Linked DNA regions of Mus musculus: regions 2, 3, 4, 5 and 6 are each linked to region 1. Evidence: chromatin contacts called from public promoter capture Hi-C data. All regions are on one chromosome and are shown on one strand. The core of a region is the stretch at or near the end of the contact, and the rest is flanking DNA. Distances in the headings are between cores, read along the strand shown. Region 1 holds the start of Spaca6 (sperm acrosome associated 6). Region 2 holds the start of Zfp160 (zinc finger protein 160). Region 3 holds the start of Zfp53 (zinc finger protein 53). Region 4 holds the start of Zfp677 (zinc finger protein 677). Region 5 holds the start of 9330136K24Rik (RIKEN cDNA 9330136K24 gene). Region 6 holds the start of Zfp54 (zinc finger protein 54).

Evidence for each region. Promoter capture Hi-C pulls out the DNA fragments that hold promoters and counts their contacts.
Region 2: a contact with region 1 is called in a promoter capture Hi-C map of second pharyngeal arch cranial neural crest. The contact joins the promoter of Zfp160 here to the promoter of Spaca6 in region 1. A contact is called at or near these places in 7 of 39 promoter capture datasets (cranial neural crest, frontonasal cranial neural crest, hippocampal neurons and 4 more).
Region 3: a promoter capture Hi-C map of second pharyngeal arch cranial neural crest shows a contact between it and region 1. The contact joins the promoter of Zfp53 here to the promoter of Spaca6 in region 1. A contact is called at or near these places in 7 of 39 promoter capture datasets (the 3T3-L1 cell line, cranial neural crest, frontonasal cranial neural crest and 4 more).
Region 4: a contact with region 1 is called in a promoter capture Hi-C map of pre-B cells. The contact joins the promoter of Zfp677 here to the promoter of Spaca6 in region 1. A contact is called at or near these places in 4 of 39 promoter capture datasets (cranial neural crest, frontonasal cranial neural crest, maxillary cranial neural crest and 1 more).
Region 5: a contact with region 1 is called in a promoter capture Hi-C map of second pharyngeal arch cranial neural crest. The contact joins the promoter of 9330136K24Rik here to the promoter of Spaca6 in region 1. A contact is called at or near these places in 6 of 39 promoter capture datasets (cranial neural crest, frontonasal cranial neural crest, hematopoietic stem and progenitor cells and 3 more) and 2 of 484 Hi-C or Micro-C datasets (cerebral cortex and nephron progenitors).
Region 6: a promoter capture Hi-C map of second pharyngeal arch cranial neural crest shows a contact between it and region 1. The contact joins the promoter of Zfp54 here to the promoter of Spaca6 in region 1. A contact is called at or near these places in 5 of 39 promoter capture datasets (cranial neural crest, frontonasal cranial neural crest, maxillary cranial neural crest and 2 more).

The regions. Positions count from the first base shown.
Region 1 is chr17:17,829,358-17,832,306 of GRCm38.p6, forward strand. It overlaps Spaca6 (sperm acrosome associated 6), which reads left to right and starts at 1,618. Exons shown (of 9, transcript NM_001162909.1): 1 at 1,618-1,905; 2 at 2,702-2,782. The coding sequence starts at 1,647. Mir99b (microRNA 99b) reads left to right here and starts at 831; the gene lies at 831-900. Mirlet7e (microRNA let7e) reads left to right here and starts at 995; the gene lies at 995-1,087. It overlaps Mir125a (microRNA 125a), which reads left to right and starts at 1,455; the gene lies at 1,455-1,522.
Region 2 is chr17:21,007,520-21,010,235 of GRCm38.p6, forward strand. Zfp160 (zinc finger protein 160) reads left to right here and starts at 1,422. Exons shown (of 5, transcript NM_145483.2): 1 at 1,422-1,467.
Region 3 is chr17:21,487,706-21,490,611 of GRCm38.p6, forward strand. It overlaps Zfp53 (zinc finger protein 53), which reads left to right and starts at 1,283. Exons shown (of 5, transcript NM_013843.3): 1 at 1,283-1,560.
Region 4 is chr17:21,382,367-21,385,195 of GRCm38.p6, forward strand. It overlaps Zfp677 (zinc finger protein 677), which reads left to right and starts at 1,382. Exons shown (of 4, transcript NM_172486.2): 1 at 1,382-1,654.
Region 5 is chr17:21,534,598-21,537,297 of GRCm38.p6, forward strand. 9330136K24Rik (RIKEN cDNA 9330136K24 gene) reads right to left here and starts at 1,281. Exons shown (of 3, transcript NR_131123.1): 1 at 1,226-1,281. Zfp52 (zinc finger protein 52) reads left to right here and starts at 942. Exons shown (of 5, transcript NM_144515.2): 1 at 942-1,236.
Region 6 is chr17:21,421,677-21,424,555 of GRCm38.p6, forward strand. It overlaps Zfp54 (zinc finger protein 54), which reads left to right and starts at 1,568. Exons shown (of 5, transcript NM_001379357.1): 1 at 1,568-1,641.

The DNA of each region.
Region 1 (2,949 bases), core at 368-2,867:
ATACAAACAGAGAAAGAAAGGGAGAATAAGAAAAGAGCAAGGTAAGAAAAAATGGGTGGAGAGAAAGAAACAAGAAGACGGACATGGAACCTGGGAGCCCCAGAAGACCAGTTCTGTGCTCAGAGCCTCAGGGTGGGTGCAGGTCCTAGGGCTCCTCCCACCTGCCGACAACTGACTTTGGTCTAGTGGCTTCCCCTCTGGGGGCTCCTGTGTGCTGGGAGCGACCTCATTTCTGAGTTGGGAGGTGTTGAGGAGACAGGGTCCTGGTTGGTGTCATTATTCCTTGACCATAGCTATCACCCCAAAGGTTGAGAATGGTTTTGGAAAAGATAGGATTATTCCATGAGACCCATGAGGACTTCTGATACTCAGAAGGCCTTTAACTCAGGCCTGGGATATGAAACCTTTAGGGGTTACAGAAGGGGCTCAGATTGCCAAGACAAACGGGGATACATCCTTTCTGCAGTGCAGAAGTCAGGTCTCTAACCAGATTGTCTTCTCTAAGGGATGTGCCTGGTTGGACCCTGAGTCTGCCGGGGAGGGCTATGGGGTGGAGGAGAACTGTGAGGGTTAGGGACTGAGTCCCTGGGTCTGGACTGAGGAGAATTGAGTGCAAGGCGGCAGGGTCTGCTTCCCTGGATCTGTGGGAGGGAGGGCTGTGACCACTACCCCTTAGTCTAAGGGAGGAAGCTTTGGGACTGAGGGAGGAGGGCTGAGGTCTGGATCTCTGGCCTTGAAAGAGGGGGGCTGGGGCTTAGATTTTGGGGCTGGGACTGAATTCCTGGGTTCCTTGGGGAGGAGGGGGCCGGGGGCCCGGACTCCTGGGTCCTGGCACCCACCCGTAGAACCGACCTTGCGGGGCCTTCGCCGCACACAAGCTCGTGTCTGTGGGTCCGTGTCGGGGGCTCACCATCGCGGCTGGGACCTCCCCGGCCCTCCCCACCCTCCCTACTTCTGGTCTCCCATCAATCCATCTGTCAATCTGCCCACCTGCCGCGCCCCCCGGGCTGAGGTAGGAGGTTGTATAGTTGAGGAAGACACCCGAGGAGATCACTATACGGCCTCCTAGCTTTCCCCAGGCTGCGCCCTGCACTGGAAGGGGCCGGCGGGGACCCCAGGTCCACACCATTGCCCAAGAGTTCTTGATAGGAGCTGGGGTGTCTTCTCTGTTCACATTCTATCCTATCCCTTTTCTTTGCAGTCTCTATGCCATCTTGAGATTTTCGAATTTTCTGTCTCTGTCTCTTATGCCAATGTCTCTAGGGTTCTAGAAGCTTCTGTTTCTCTAGTGCTGTGAATGTATCTCTGTGACACTGGGTTTCTGAGCTTTTTGAGGCATCTCCTGGTTCCTTTCTATCTTCTGGGGCTTAGGGTATCTGTTTCTGTCTCGCTTCCCCGTTCCCACCTCTGGGGAAAAGGGTTTTTCTGGTCCACCATAGCTACACTGCCGGCCTCTGGGTCCCTGAGACCCTTTAACCTGTGAGGACGTCCAGGGTCACAGGTGAGGTTCTTGGGAGCCTGGCGCCTGGCCCAGCCACAAATTTAGGGATTTCAGGTGACCCCTGGCAACCTTCCTCTAGCTGGAGCCTGATGCTTGACCATCATTTGAAACTCAATCTCTGATCACAGGCTCCCCCTCCCCCACAATGACCTCACAAAGGTCACTATCTTCTCCTCAGACCCGGAGACCCTCTGTTATGGGTCTTATTTCCTTAGTAGGGAGCATTGTCCTGTTGTTCCTGCTGATCTTCAGGGCATCCACGTGGGCCTGTCTCTTCTGCTTCACTACCTATGAGGAACGCCTCCGTGTCTGCCAGCTGTTTGTGGGCAGAGAGGAAACCAAGATAAACCTGTGCAGAAATGAGCTTGAAGGGGCTTTTGAAGATCTCAAAGACATGAAAATCAGTGAGGAGCCCCTCCTTCCTGAACCAGGGCCCTGGGGAGGGGAAGGAGATTCCTTGAGCTACTCCAAGAAGAAAAGCCAAGTACAGGATCATGACATAGACACAGAGAAGAGAGACAGGTGGAAACAATGGAAGGAAACAGGTCCAGAGTGGGGTGGAGACAGACAAAACAGTGCCTCAGAGAGAGTCTAAAGACAGTAAGGGAAAGAGATGGAAAAGTAGAAGCATTGCTCAGAGAGAGGATATGGATTGGGAACACAGATGAGTGGGGAGATTAGAGACCTGGAGAGAGGGACAGAGAGCTAGGAATCAATCCAGAGAGATGAGAGACACACAGAGAGTAAGGTACATAGAGATAAGACAGGAACAGAGTCCCAAAGTGAGGGACATAGGTATAGATACAGAGAGTAGTTTCAGGAAGAATAGAGAGACAGTGATCTAGAGATAGGTGGGACAGAGACCAATGGGGTTGGAGTAAAGATGTAGATGAGGAAGCAGATCCAGGGTACCAGGTAACAGGCCTAGAGAGAGAGAGATTAGATGGATGGAGAGATACCAAGATTGAAGGTTTAGGTTAGGGTTAGGGAAACACACACACACACACACACACACACACACACACACACAGAGAGAGAGAGAGAGAGAGAGAGAGAGAGCTCTAGGTGGGGCACATAGAACAATAGACTGGGGCTATAGAATCTGGGATGATCACAGGGCTTGGAGATATTCAGCCATGAGTGGGACATAGAGAACACCATGGAACCAGGTTTGTGCCATGGTGTCTCATCTACCTTCAGACTATGATGAGAGGAGCTACCTGCATGATGAATTTACACAGATGACAGTTTCTCTTCAGGAGAAGGCTGCTAGACGACGGGGTGAGTGTTTTATGGGCATAAGTGGTGGGGAAAGTCATCTTGAGGAAGTGACCCTGGGAACCTGTCTGAGTTAGGTTATTTGTTGAGGAAACTCCAGAGATGAGGGGAGTCAAAGATGGCAAGGAACTGAGGGAAGTAAATAAGTCACAGGGAGTCTGAAGCTTTTG
Region 2 (2,716 bases), core at 172-2,671, 3.2 Mb after region 1:
GGCACATATTCATGAGATAAAAGAATCCTTATGGAAATGGTTCACCTTCTAGTGGTTCTCAAGAGCAATACCATATTTTAAATATCTTTGTTTCCTCTTCTCTTTTTCTTACCTCTGCTTCAGATTTAGGGGGGCAACCTGCCCAAGGACATGGCATTTTGAAGGACATTTGCAGAGAGGATGTCCAGACTCTGAGCAACTGCTTTCAATAGGATGAATAGCAAATGACTTTCTACTAACATAATGCATATATTAAAATGTTCAGCAGGAAGTAGTAGGGATCATGAGACAGTAGTGTAGGGTGAAATGATTACTATTCATTATATATTTAAAAGTATGTATCTGAAAGTACTTTGCAATGGTGAAGTACCAGGGAAACTCAGTGCATCTCATTATTCTATACTGGTGATAGTTTGTTGAATTCTATGTGTACTTCCTTTGGAAATGTTTGATGAACTGTAGATATGCTACATGGTGGAAATGAGAAGAAATATTTTTCATTAGCCATTCCTCAAATTATTCCCGCTGACCTTTGACAGTTACATCTGCAGACTGCTGTCACAAACATCCTTTAGAACACATGTACTTGTATGCAAGAGTTTGTTTCTATTTAAAGTAGATACAGTAAGAACTTTCAATGAGAATGCCAAAATAGCTTATATGCTGTTTCAAACTTTCAAGCCAAAAAGCACTTAAAATATTTTTAAATTGTTATTTTTATTACAAAGAGAAAAGTTGGCACTTAAAAAAAGAATCGATCTTCAATGCCAATCGTTCATGACCTTTGTGAATGCAATTCTCTTTTGTAACAGAAAATATAACTTTTAAAATAGGTAATTGTTTTTATATATAAAACTCTTCGAATTAAAAATAAAATCAATGCTTGCTTATATTCACCATCGTCCCCGACTCTCCTACCTATGCATGGTTACTGATTGACAATGCTCAGGAGCCCTGCTCCTTAGAGCTAGGAACCTGTGGGAGAATAAGGAGGGACTGAGAACTGTGCACCAAGAACACAACCTACTCTGAATCCCCTTGTAGAGCCAGACCCATGCCCACTTGTACTTGAGCACTATCCTACTCTCCAATGCATCCCCACACTCCCTTCTAGTCCATTATTTGGTTTGACCCTCCACCCCCACCCCGCTGTTTTCCGAAACAGTTCTAAGCCCTCACCACGCCATTCTCAGCATTCAGGTCCTCTCTAGCCCATAAACATTTCTTTAAATACTGTCCCCTCCAAGCAACAGTTTCCTGTTCCAAGTCCCACTAGCACGCAGTGGCCAGCATGCCCTAAAATTTCCTTCTCAGAGCAGCTTCCTTTCTAGGTACCGCCCCTTGTTAGCGTCAATCACTTGTTCTCTGGTCCCGCCTTATTTTACCCCGGATCTGACCGCGAATGCTGAATGCACTCCTGCGCAGCGACCCGGAAGCGGTTTTGCTCTGCATAAATTTTGTAGCTGGGTGAGTTTTCCCAGATTCTTTAGGCCGGTTGCTGGCACTCAGAACCCGGACCTCTGCCCTGGAGTCCCCATCTTGTGTGCAAAGCTCCACTCGGTGACGCGGAGAGCTGCGAGACTGAGGAAGTAGGAACGTGGGAGAGAGAGATGGCAGCGGAGCCAGGGGAGGGGATGGAGCCAGGAAGGAGCGGGGGCACGGATTCAAAAGCTTCAGCGGTCGGGGAGGAGACATGACTATCGTTTGTGCGGGCAGTGCCAGGTGATGCGGTACTAGAGAGTGCCGCGGGTGACAGAATAGCAGAGGAGCAGCTTGCCGCGGCGCCTGGTGGAAAGGAAAAAGAAAGCAGGGTCTGGAGATGCTGGCAAGAGTGGAGAGGAGGGTGAGAGAACAGCTAAACTGCCATAATGTGTGACAGAAAGAAAAGCAGGCGATGGAAGCGAAAGGGAAAGTATCTGGGGAGAACTTCCAAGACCAAGTTCTCAGACCAAGTTCTCAGCACAAAGATTTATTTGTCTTAGAGGTACAGAAGGCCCGGATAAAGGTCAGAGACAGGAGATAGAGGAAGAAGGGGAAGGGAACAAAGAAGAGGGCAGAAAGGGGCAAGAGAGAGGGGTTAGGAGTATTTGTCCAGAAGTGGGACAAATGACTGTTTCTAGATAGAGAGGAGACAGATGTGACCCATAGGCAAATGGCGGCTTATAGAGGTAAAATGAGAATCCCCTTATTAGGACGAGGTGTTTAGCTGGCACATTAATTAGGTGAGCCAGAGGTGCCTTTCGGTTGCCAGACTTCAATGCTTTGATAGCTGGGCCTTCATAGTAAGTGTCAGGAGGAGGAATTGGCCAAATAAAGGAATAGACTTTGGGTGTAGCTTTAGGAATGTAATCTGAGAGTTTTTAGCAAGGCAGAGAGAGGAAAGGGGCAAGGCCTACCAGAGTCATGGTCACCATGCTGGAGCTGGCAAAGTCCCTTCAGAAAGTGTGAATAAGATAGTGCAGAATGAGGGAGGGGCAGGCTGGATAAAGCAGAAGTTGATGGAATAGTAAGGTTATTATTACTGAGCTTGTCTTTGTTGTTGAAATAAAAAAACCCTTAATTTTTGTTTGAATTTTAGTGGTATGGAAGAGAGTTGCAAAACTTGATCTGATGGGCATTAACTGGTATTGTGTTAGGCATGGTGGCACAGATCAGTAATGCCAGCATGTGGGAAGAAAGCTGGGGTAGGAAAATGGAGACTTTAAAGGTGGCGTGG
Region 3 (2,906 bases), core at 33-2,532, 3.7 Mb after region 1:
CTTCATTTTCTTCTCAGTGGAGGATACACTGATACCCTTCTGGTAAATGATCTCAGGAGTCATTGTAGAGAGTTGACTTGAGAATAACTGTAAAAGGAAAGTTAAGAAACACAACAGTGTGTGGAACTCAGACAATGGAGGAAAGAAATAAGCAATAGCTGTCCACTGCAGACCTGCCTCAAATCATCTAGAAACTCTGACATCTGGCAGAATATTTGCTTTACATCAATAACTTTTGAAGAATCTAGTGATTCTATCTCTCTCTCTCTCTCTCTCTCTCTCTCTCTTTTTCCCCCCACCCCCCGGAAAGAAAGAAAAGGCCTTTGATGTTTTAAATGGAGCCTTTAATATTACAAAGTCTGGGTCATCAAAACAGTAATCTTCATTATGGTACATTAGTTTACCCAAGTATTGTGAATCTGAGTGCATTAAATTCTTCTTCATCAATTTCTGAGAAAAAATATTTAAAAACAGAAACATGTACTCTGAGTTGCACCCTAAAGCTGATTACTGATTTCTCAATTATTTGTTTCATCTTGGTTTTTCTGAAAATCCATGCAATTATAGTATAAGAAAATGTTAACTCCCCAGAGGTCTACTTACAAATCACAACTGTGTAAGTAATGGAAACATAAAGTTAAGAAACTTGCAAAAGCTTTTAATGAAGTTTAAATCTTAAAACACCGCAATTTATATTAAACTAAAATTATGCAAAGGTAACTGGGGACCACTGATGTGGTTCATAGACATCATAGGCGGGTAGGACTTTTCAATGGCTTCTTCCTTTAAGCTGTTTATCAGGTAGGATTTTTCTTTATTTTAAAACGAAGACTATGTTCCACGTTCCTGAAAAGTCTCTCCCCAAATCAAAATTGCAGTATATGGTTTTGAGTTCTCACGTTTGCATTTTAATAGATGGCATTCTGGCATCTGAATTTAGCCTGTTTTGCTCTTTGGTATATATTATATGGCCCAGAGGCTCATAGTCCAATGGGGGTGTTAGGATGCCTATTTTGTATCTGACGGGTTCAGAACTCACTATGGGGGTCAGATACCGGGATGCTGCGTCATATCAGATCCAGTTCTGGTCCAGGCTCGCAACAAGCAGGTGGGAAGACCGTGCAGATCAAGGCCAGGTCAGCCTTACAGCTGGATCTGTGGGAGGAAGCCTGAGACCGAGTGGGAGGGACTGATTTCCGTGGGGCGGAGCCACTCACCCGGAAGCAGAGGATGGGAGGATGTTACACATTGGCTGGGTGTAGAGGAAGGGTGTGGAGTGGGCGAGTTTAGAGGAGTGACCAGCAGGGATACTGAGATGCAATGTGTGTGAGCCTAAGGAATTGAGGCTAAATAGTCAGAGCCTAAAGTGTTAAGAACGCGTTTCCGGCCTAGGGTCTGCACTGTGTGGAGTCGCGTGGTGCAGACTTGCCTGCAGAGCACACGGCCGGGGTCTCGCGGGACCCGTGAACCCCCAAAGCTACAGGTGCCAGGCGGGGCGTCCTGGGAGAGTCAGCAGCGCCGCGGCGGGAACAGCAGCCTGGCGGCCCTGGAACCTTCCAGGTCAGAGGAGCTGCGGGGCTGCAGAACGGGCGGGAGTGGAGCAGAGCATGATCAATGTCTCCGCAACTCATAAAGATGACAGCTCTCAAAACTGTGCTGTTGGATGTCTTACCCTCGTCGATACATTTTTCAATAATATTGACTGAATAGTGCTATTTTTAATTGATCTTCTACCCTCCACATATTCTCCTACGAATAACCTAGTAGAACATTTAAATTTATCGGTTGATATTTGCAAACGCGGTTCTCTTTGCTATGGTGGAAAGGACAAAGCTCTTGAGATTTTCGATTATCCATACTAACTTCCGTGTGCTACCACTTCCTTATTCAAGAGAGTGGCATATGGACCTAGGGACTATGATTCCATGAAAGCTTCTAGATATTAGTCATGAAAGGAACACCTGCAAATTTAATTAAGAGTACAATTTGTTGTGAGTTCCACAGGTATGGATGTAAACATTAACTTTTAAAAGTCAACGTTTTATCCACCATTAATTTTTCATCTAAAACTCTGTGTATTCACTCTGTGATGTAAATATAGCGTTGTGAAAAGGGTGCCGCCAGGCTTGGTGACACTCATCTTTTATCTCAGCAGTCAGGAGACAAAGACAGATGGATCTCACTGAGTTTGTAGGCCAACCTGATCTACATCGTGAGTTCCAGGACTACCACAGCTACATTGTGAGACCCTGTCTCCAAAAACTTAAATATAAATACAACAACAAGACAAACAAGGGGAAGGAAGAAGGAAGGATGGATAAGAGGGAGGGAAGGAGAGAAAAAAAGTAAGGAAGGCAGGCAAGTCAGACAAAAAAAATTTTTTTTTGTCTTCTTCTGAGTTCTTAATGTTGCAAATTAGAGCCTGGAAAATCACAGTATGCTGTTTGAGGGAATCAGGCTACAGGGTTTTCACAGTTAGACAGCATTTGGTGGTGGTACACACCTATATTCCCAACACTCCAGAGGCAGAGGCAGGTGGAGTTCTTTGCCAGCCTGGTCTACAGAATGAGTTTAAGGAAACCCAAGGCTGCACAGAGAAACCCAGTTTTGCAGCAAAAAGAAAGAGACAGAGAGAATGAAACAAAATTAAAAGGCATTAATTATAGTATATGACAATATTAGAAATAATCTTGTGAATAATTATAACTCATCTACATCAGAAAATATCTGCAATCTTGTTTTGTTAATGGTTCAAGAAAAGCATTCTGCCCATGGACACATGACTAAACTGTTATGGAAAAGTCACCATTGTAGACCAGGCTGGACTGGAATTCATAGATTTCTACCCACCTCTATTTCCTCAGTGCTCACATTAAAGTTGTGCACCAGCAGGAATGTTCAAACTG
Region 4 (2,829 bases), core at 132-2,631, 3.6 Mb after region 1:
TGTGAATGTATTTTTCCTTCACCAAAGTGATTGGTGTCTCCGACACTTACTACTTTCATCTACTAACCTAGGTAGGCCTAGACCTGGATGCTTCTAGCCTCTGTACAATCCAAGCTAGGCCTAGAATATATTCAGCTTCTGAGACTTGCTGCTGAATAATCTCAACCATTTTTAGTTTTTGTTTTTGTTTTTGTTTTTTTCTAATCTCTTGCTGGCTGGTTCTTCTCAGCTGTTCTGGCTCAAGCTCTTCTCCAAACTCACTGATTCAATCTAGCTTTCTCTCCTTCTTGGCCTCCACTGATTGCCTCTACTTGGCTTCACACTAATTTTGGGAATATGTTCTGATCTTCTGGCTCTTTCTCACTCTCTGGCTTGTTCTTTCTTCACCTGTGTGTAGCTTGTTCCCTCTTCAACCTGTCTCTGTAAAACTCTCCTGATAAAAACTGCCTCCTTCCTCTCTTACTGCCCCTTACATATCTTCTCTTTCCTCCCTCTTCTCATGAGAGTTGGGCATATCCTATTTTGTCAGATCTTTCTCTGATTTCTCACTATGTCTACCCACCAATTAGACATCACTTTCAGACAAGGGAGCTTCCTTCCACAAACTAACTTTACCTTCATTGTTTGGGATTAAAGGGGTGTACTAAGGGTGTGTTTGTATTCCAGCCAGAGGGATTAGTGTGTGTTAAGGGCAGAGCTACACGATAGCACAATCCCAGATTCACAGTGTGATCAAATATCCTGCAACACTTGGACAATATCTGAGGGGAAAAGTGTGCCTTTTAGTTTTCCTAGATTGACTGTGGCCTTGTGTGAAGCTAGTACTTGTAAGTACAGTTGTTGGTTACTGGTTACAATCATATGGAGTCTAGAGAATGGTCTTTCCTTTTCTTTCCCTTATTTCTTAACACCTCTTCTTCCTCAGTATTCCCAGACCTATAGATGAGCTGGTTTAACGTCTTTTTTTAGGACTAGAGCTATATGTACCTTACTTGTTTTCTGCATCTGGGACAAGGAAAATCTCTGGATCCACCAGAAATCTGTTTTACCTCACAGCACCTTTAGCATGAGTCACAGAAGACAAACTTGTTTCTGAATCAGTACTGACAAGACCACCATCTAGTGGAGAAAGCAGTACATCGCGGGATGAATTCAGCTCGGGACTAGTAGCAAAGGGCTGACCACTGACTTCCCTCAATCTTTTCAAAATCTAAGATACTGATATGACCCTCCCTAAGGCAAAAATGCCTTAAGGAAAGACAGCCAGGGCTGGGGTGAGAGGGACTGTCTTCCACGGGGACGGGCGGGGCCGCTCACCCGGAAATAGAAGGTGGATGTCCATTGGGTGGTGGTTGCGGAAGTGTATAGAGTGGGCGTGGTTAGAGGTGTGAAGTAAAAAGATGGTACACTGAGTGAGGCCAGACAAGTTGAGCTGAAAAGGCTAAGTCCAAATGGCGAGGGCCCATTACCTGAAGGAGCTGTAGGTCTGCATCGTGTGAGATCGAATGGTGCGGAGCTGAGTATAGAAGACACAGGTTGGGGTCCTGTGAGGACCCAAAAACTCCCCTATGCCGCAGATGCCTTGAACATCCTGGAGTCAGCAGTCTGTGGCTCAGCCGGGGAACCGTAGCCCGGCGGGTCTGGAACCTCCCAGGTCAGAGGAGCTGCGGGGCTGGGAAACTAGGGTCTTGGTGGTGGTTATCCGGGGGGCGGGGATACTGCCTGGCCCAGTAAGAGGGAGAAAAGAGAAAAGTTGAGTGGAGTCTACAAAAGTAATTAAGGAAAAGAAAGCCCCGTCCTTTCCTATGTTTGTGGGCGCCACGTGACCAGAACCGGGGTTGTAGTGGGCGGGTTTAGAAGAGCTTCTTTAAAGATCAGAGCCCCAGTGACAACAACAACAACAACAACAACAAAAGGAGACACAGTTTCCTGGCTGCAGCCTAGGAGAGTCAGCAGTGCAGCACAGGAAAAGACAGCCAATCGAACCTGGAGCTTCCCAAATGTTCTTATTAAATAACCTAGAATATTTGAATTTATCTGTTGATATTTCAAATGCAGTTCACTTTGTTTAGGTGAAAAGGACAAAGCTCTTGAAATTTACATTCATCCATCCTAACTCTCCTGTTACACCCAAGGACTTACTTGGTGACTTGGCATCCCTAGAGAGCGTTTATATACTAGTCATAAAAGCAATGGCTGCAAATATAATAGAATCCAAAAGTGTGCACTAACACAACTGTTCAAACTGTAGGTTGTTGTTTTGTTTTGTTTTGTTTTGTTGTTGATACTTGACAGTGGTGTGACTGTGAACTTCTTCCAGGAAAAGGTGGAATGCCTTCTGAAAGGTCAGAAGGTTTTTATATAGAGACTGGATACTGCAGAATTACAGCAATCTGGTTTTTGTACGTGAGAATACTTTGCTTGCTCTCTCCCTTATTCATCTTCAGGGTCCTGGAAAACAAGTGTGCATTGTGTGATCCCTGCATGACAAAGTCTTGCTTGGTTCATGCTATATTAAGAATCTCACAAGTGTATAGTGCTGTCATCACAATCATTGAGTTCCATTTCTTCCCGTCAGTTTTAACTGAGTTGTGATTGAATGTGGGCTTCCAGTTATGCTAAATGGAAATGAGTTCTAAATATTTATATCACTATAAAATCCTCTCTTTATCTACTGAGCACAGTACTGTAGTAGAAATCCATGTGCTTTCTGATGAATCTCGTTCTCATGTACATGGCTCACTGATCACCCACATCTGCTCACCTGTGTAGCAGAACAAGTGCCCTAGAACATTAGAGAGACAGGAGACAGTGGCTAAAGATCCAGGT
Region 5 (2,700 bases), core at 31-2,530, 3.7 Mb after region 1:
AATGACATGTCCGCCATCTAGTGGTGAAAGAAGTTCAATGAAGTATGAATTCAGTCCTGACTGTTGAGGTCTGTCCCTGTAACATAGCTGTAGCCATTTTGTTCCATGCCTGCCAGCTATTTCACATTGTTTCTGTAATATGCCAGTTAGTCATTGACACAGAAAAATAATTTGACTCAGAGCAGGGTCGTGTTCCACATACCCTGTTATCTTCTGTGTGTTCTGAAGTTGGTTAATCTTAAGAACTTTGAAAATTATATGCTCCACTTAGGACCAATCAGAATAAAGGTCAGATAGAACTGCTCTGTCTGGCTAGCAAAAATAGCTTGGGTCAGAGAAAACCACAGGTCAGCACTTCCTGCACCTGCATATGAGCGCATTGTGATTTTTTTCATTCTTAAACCAGTCCTGAGAAGTGTTTGTGGTTGTAGCTCAGCCCCCAAATTCTGATCAGTCTTAGGGTATGCATCCAATTATCTGTCCTTGTCTGACTGAGATCAGGGTTTGTGTGGCATGTAGGGCTACTGCTGGACCCCAACACTGACCACTGAGTTCTTGAGACAACCTCCCCCCTCCCCCAAATCCACGTTCCTGAAAAGTCTCTCTCCAAATCAAAATTGAAGTATTTGGTTTTGGTTTCTCATGTTTGTGTTTTGGGGATGGGACTCTGGCATCCGAATTTAGCCTGTTGTTTGGTATGCAGTATGTGGTGGAGAGGATGATAGTGAGATGGGGATCTTAGGTTGTCTGTTTTGCATCTGAAAGATTCAGAATTCACTATGGGGATCAGATATCGGGGTGCAGGGTCCTACCAGATATAGTTCTGGTCTAGACTGGCTGCAAGAGTGTGGGGAGACTGTGCAGAGCAACCTGAAGGGAAGAGCTGTGGCAGAAAGAAGCCTGAGACAGAGTGGGAGGGGCCGGTCTCCGCTGGGCGGGCCCACTCGCCCAGAAATAGAGGATGGAAGATGTGGTACATTGGCTGGGTGTAGAGGAAGGGTGTAGTGTGGGTGGGATTAGAAGACTGAGGCCAGGGAAGCTAGGAAGCAAGGTGTGTTAGCTTGGGAAGTGGGACTAAAAAGTCAAAGTCTGGAGTGTCAAGAATCCGGTACAAGACTGAGCTGGGGTTGGGGTTGAGGGGTAGAGCGGCTGCACAGTGTGGAATCGCGTGGTGGAGACCTGAGTATGGAGGAAACGGCGGGGCTCGCAGAACCGGAAAACTTACCTATACCGCAGGTACCTTTTGAGCATCCTGGGAGAGTCAGCAGTTTAGCAGCTGGCAGAGGCAGCAGCGGGGGATGGGGGAGAGGAAGTGGGAGTGGGGGTGGGGACAAGGGAGGGAGGCGCTCGAACCTTCCAGGTCCGAGGAGCTGAGGCGGGGCTGGGGAATGGGCAGGAGTGGGAGGGGAGCAGAGCGGGATCAATTTCCCCTCTGATCATAAGGATAACGACTCTCAAAATTGTGCTGTGGATGTCAGACCCTCGTCGATAAATTTTCAGTAATATTAACTGGAATAATACTATTTCTTTTTATTGACCTTCTGGCTGATCTAGTAGAATATTTGAATTTATCAGTTAATATTTGAAAACGCAGCTCTCTTTGCTATGACGGAAAGGACAAAGCTATTGAAATTTACAATCATCCATACTAACTTCCGTATTCTACCACTTCTCTATTTAAGAAAGTGGCATGTGGTGGATTCCCCATGAGCTTTTAGTCACGAAAGGAACTCCTGCAAACTTAAATGAATTTGATTGTACTGTTTGTTGTGAGTTTTACTGGTATGGATGTAAAAATTAAGTTTTAAAAGTAAACTGTCTATCTACTATTAATTTTCCATCGGGAACGTATGCAATCTGTGATGCAAATTGTGAAAAGAGTGGCGCCAGGCTTGGTGACACTCACGTTTTATCTCAGCACTCAGGAGCAAAGGCTATATAGTGAGTTCCAGGACAGCCAGAGCTATATGGTGAGACACTGTCTCAAAAAACAAAACAATAAAAATAATTACAAAAAAAAAAAAAAAAAAGAGGAGGAGAGAATAAATAATGAAGGAAGGAAAGAAGAAAGGAAGAAAGCAAACAATCAAGGAAGGAAAGCCAGCTAAGAAAAAGAAAAAAAAATGTGTCTTCTTGTTGAGGTCTGCCCCATCTCAGAATAGCTGTAGCCATTTTGTTCCATGCATGCCAGCTATTTCAGATTGTTGCTGTAACATGCCTGCCAGTCACTGACACAGAAAAATAACTTGACTCAGAGCAAGGTCATGCTGATCACGTATCCTGTTATGTTCTGTTTGAGGTTTGTTAATCTTAAGAATTTCCACAAAGCCTTACGTAGGACCTATCAAATTAAAGGTCAACATGAACTGTTAGTCTAAAATGGCTTGAGTCAGAGCAGAGCCCTTCCTGCACCTGAATGTGATCTCATTGTGCTTTCTGTTCTTTGGGTTTTTTTCCTCCTTTTATAAGCTTACAGGAAAAGATATTTGTGTAGTTGCTCAGCCCCTGAAGTCTACTACCTGACTTATGAGTCTTAGGTTGTGCCTTCAAAAAACCATCAAGGATCAGATGGCTTACAGAGATCAGGATTTGTTTGTGTGGTTTGTTGGGCAACTCTTGGACCCCAACACTTTTGCTGAGTTTTTTTTTTTTTTAATATTTTTTTATTCTATATATGTGAGTACACTGTTGCAGGCTTCA
Region 6 (2,879 bases), core at 318-2,817, 3.6 Mb after region 1:
GTACACACCTTTAATCTGGGCCACACCTTCTACTAGAGGGCTACATAAGGACACTGGAAGAAGGAAGATTCACTCTTCTTCAACCACTCACCAGCATATCTGTTGAAACCTACTTCCATAGAAGACCAGCTTAAACAACTAGCTTCATGGGACTGAGCAACTATTAGAATCTTGGACTTCCCATTCACAGCTTCCCATTGTTGGGTTAGTTGGACTACAGACTGTAAGTCATTACAATAAATCCCCTTAATGTATATAGAGATATTCCATAAGTTATGTGACTCTAGAGAATCCTAACTAAGACACAAGTTGGTACCAGGATTGGTTCTAGAGGAGCAGAAGTATAAGAATGAATGTCTTAAGAATCTGGAATCCGTTTAATAATTTGTCAGCATCTTCTAATTCACTAGGCACCTTCAACTCCTGAAATTTCTCCAGATACTTTCTCCCCTGGGAGCTTGGAGAATATAGGAGGCCAGTGGTGGAAACTATATGCAAATGCCTTTGATTATCTTGATTCATCAACTGTGACTGGTGTGAATTAGGTGACCCTGTACACGAAGTTTTCTACAATTTGGAGGGAAATAAGAAAACTGATTTGCCTGGCTTGTTGCTCTTAGTATCTCTGGACAAAAACTGGCGAGAGGGGCAACAGCACATTTGAAGAGTTTTGTTCTTGCCCTTTTCCTTGTGCCAGACCTTAGGGTTGGAGATACTGCTACTCAATTGAATGAATTAAATGTAATGGATTTAATTTTGCCCCAAGGTAACAAAGGCCAGGTGGCAGCATCGAATCACCAGAGACAAGGTGATCATAGTTATTATAGTGGGCAATGTAGACAAAACATTCATAATGACCTACCCCATAATGATCACAACTCTGCATTGTGATTACTGTAGTTTTTTACAGTGGTCTCTGTAGTAGAGAAAAGTTTCTTGATAAGGGGTGAAGACTAAGCTTATTCGTGGGCAGGAGAGAAAATGTTTAGTTTATTCTTTGGGATTATGCTGGGTTAGTACAGTCTGTTTTATCTCAAAGCACTTTTATCTTGAGTCACAGAAGACAAACTCCTCTCTGAATTAGGAAAATGGCAAGACCACCATCTAGTGGTGAAAGCCATGCAGCTCAAGATAAATTCACTGACTTCTTGAGACACCTATTTCTTTTCAAAATCCAAGTTCTTTAAATGTCTCTCCGCAAGTCAAATTTTCAGGATTTGGTTTTGACTTGTCATTTTTGTGTGTTGGGATTGTTTGGGATAAGTTTGTCGCTCACGGGCTGGTAGTCAAGTCGAGGTGTAAGGCTATCTTTTATCTGAAGGGTTCAGAACTCAGTATGGTGGTCAGATATCCGGGTGCAGCGTCCTGTCAGATCCAGTTCTAGTCTACGCTGACAGCAAACTTGTGGGGAGTCTGTGGAGAGCGGGTTCAGAGAAGCTTGACAGCTGGAACTGTGTGGACCGCAGCCTGAGACTGATAGGGAGGGACCTGTCTCCGGGGGGGTGGGGCCACTCACCGGAAACAGCCGTTGGGGACAGTATATGGGTGTGGAGGAAGTGTGTTGTGTGGAGGAAGTGTGTTGAATGGAGCTGGGATTAGAGGAGTGGCGTGATAGCTGGGACTGTTCTTTAGTGAACCTAGGTAAGTTGACTGAGGAGCCAAACCCAAAAGTGGCAAGGACGTCTTCCTCGAGGAACTCGCTGGCATGCACCGTGGAGAATCTTGTGATGCAGACCTGGAGTCAGAGGATACAAGAAGGGTTTCAAGGGGACGCAAAAAACTACCCTGAGCCTCAGGTGCCGCGCGGGGCATCCTGGGAGAGTCAGCAGGCAGCAGCCCAACCGGTGGAACCACAGCCCAGTGGGGGAGGGCTGTAACCTACCAGGTTAGAGGAGCTAAGGGGCTGGGAAAGGGAAGGAATCAGACAGGGGTGAGATATTTCCTCGGCTACTCATAAAAATGACAGCTCTCAAAATTCTGCTCTTCATGTCTTGCCCTTGCCCATAGATTTTAGACCATACTAAGTTGATGAATACTGATTTTTTTTCCATTTATTCTCTTGGCAAATTTTTCTTATAGAAGTACTCTAGTGGAGTATTTGAAACTATCTGTTAATATTGGCAAACGTGTTTGGTTTGGTTGTTGTTTTTGTTTTGTTCTTGTTATTTTGCTATGATAGAAAGGACAACGCTCCTGAAATTTACATTAGTCCACACTAATTTCTTTGTATACCTGGGAACTTGGCACCTACGGAGAGGTTTTAACTATCAGTAATGAAAGGAACATGTAAGGAATTTTTAAGAGCAAGGGCATCTTTGCAGTCAGGAGCAAAAGCAATACAACAAAGTCACACCACACAACAAACATCGTGCAAGAGATATATTGCAGATAAACAGAATGGCAGCTACTCTGAAAGGGAAGAGAGTTGGAAGGCTAGGCAGAGGGATGGGTGTTTATAGTGTCTTTGGAGCATGTGAAATGACGTACTGGAAAAGAACAGTGGGTCCTGAAGTATTGCTTGGTCATTAAAGCTGGAACAATGTAATCTGTTAACACTGAGTAATGAAGGGATTTCCAGGTTTTAAGGCCCTGGAGGCACTGAAATGACTAGCCTCCCCTCCTACCCCAGCATCATCCCCAGGTTTCTCTTAGGGCCATAACTGCCATTTCCAGCCCCTTGGGTCAGAAAGTGGCCAAGCTGCTGTCCTAAAGAGAAAGAGAGAGAGAGAGAAAAAAAAAGTCCATGATCAAGCTACAAAGGCTTCCATCATTTTCAGTTCATGATAAGTTCAGAACTTTATTAGTGTATATTATTCTCATTCCAATCATCCAGTTTCATTTCTACCCATAAGTTTTCAAGAAGCTGTGATTGGAAGTGA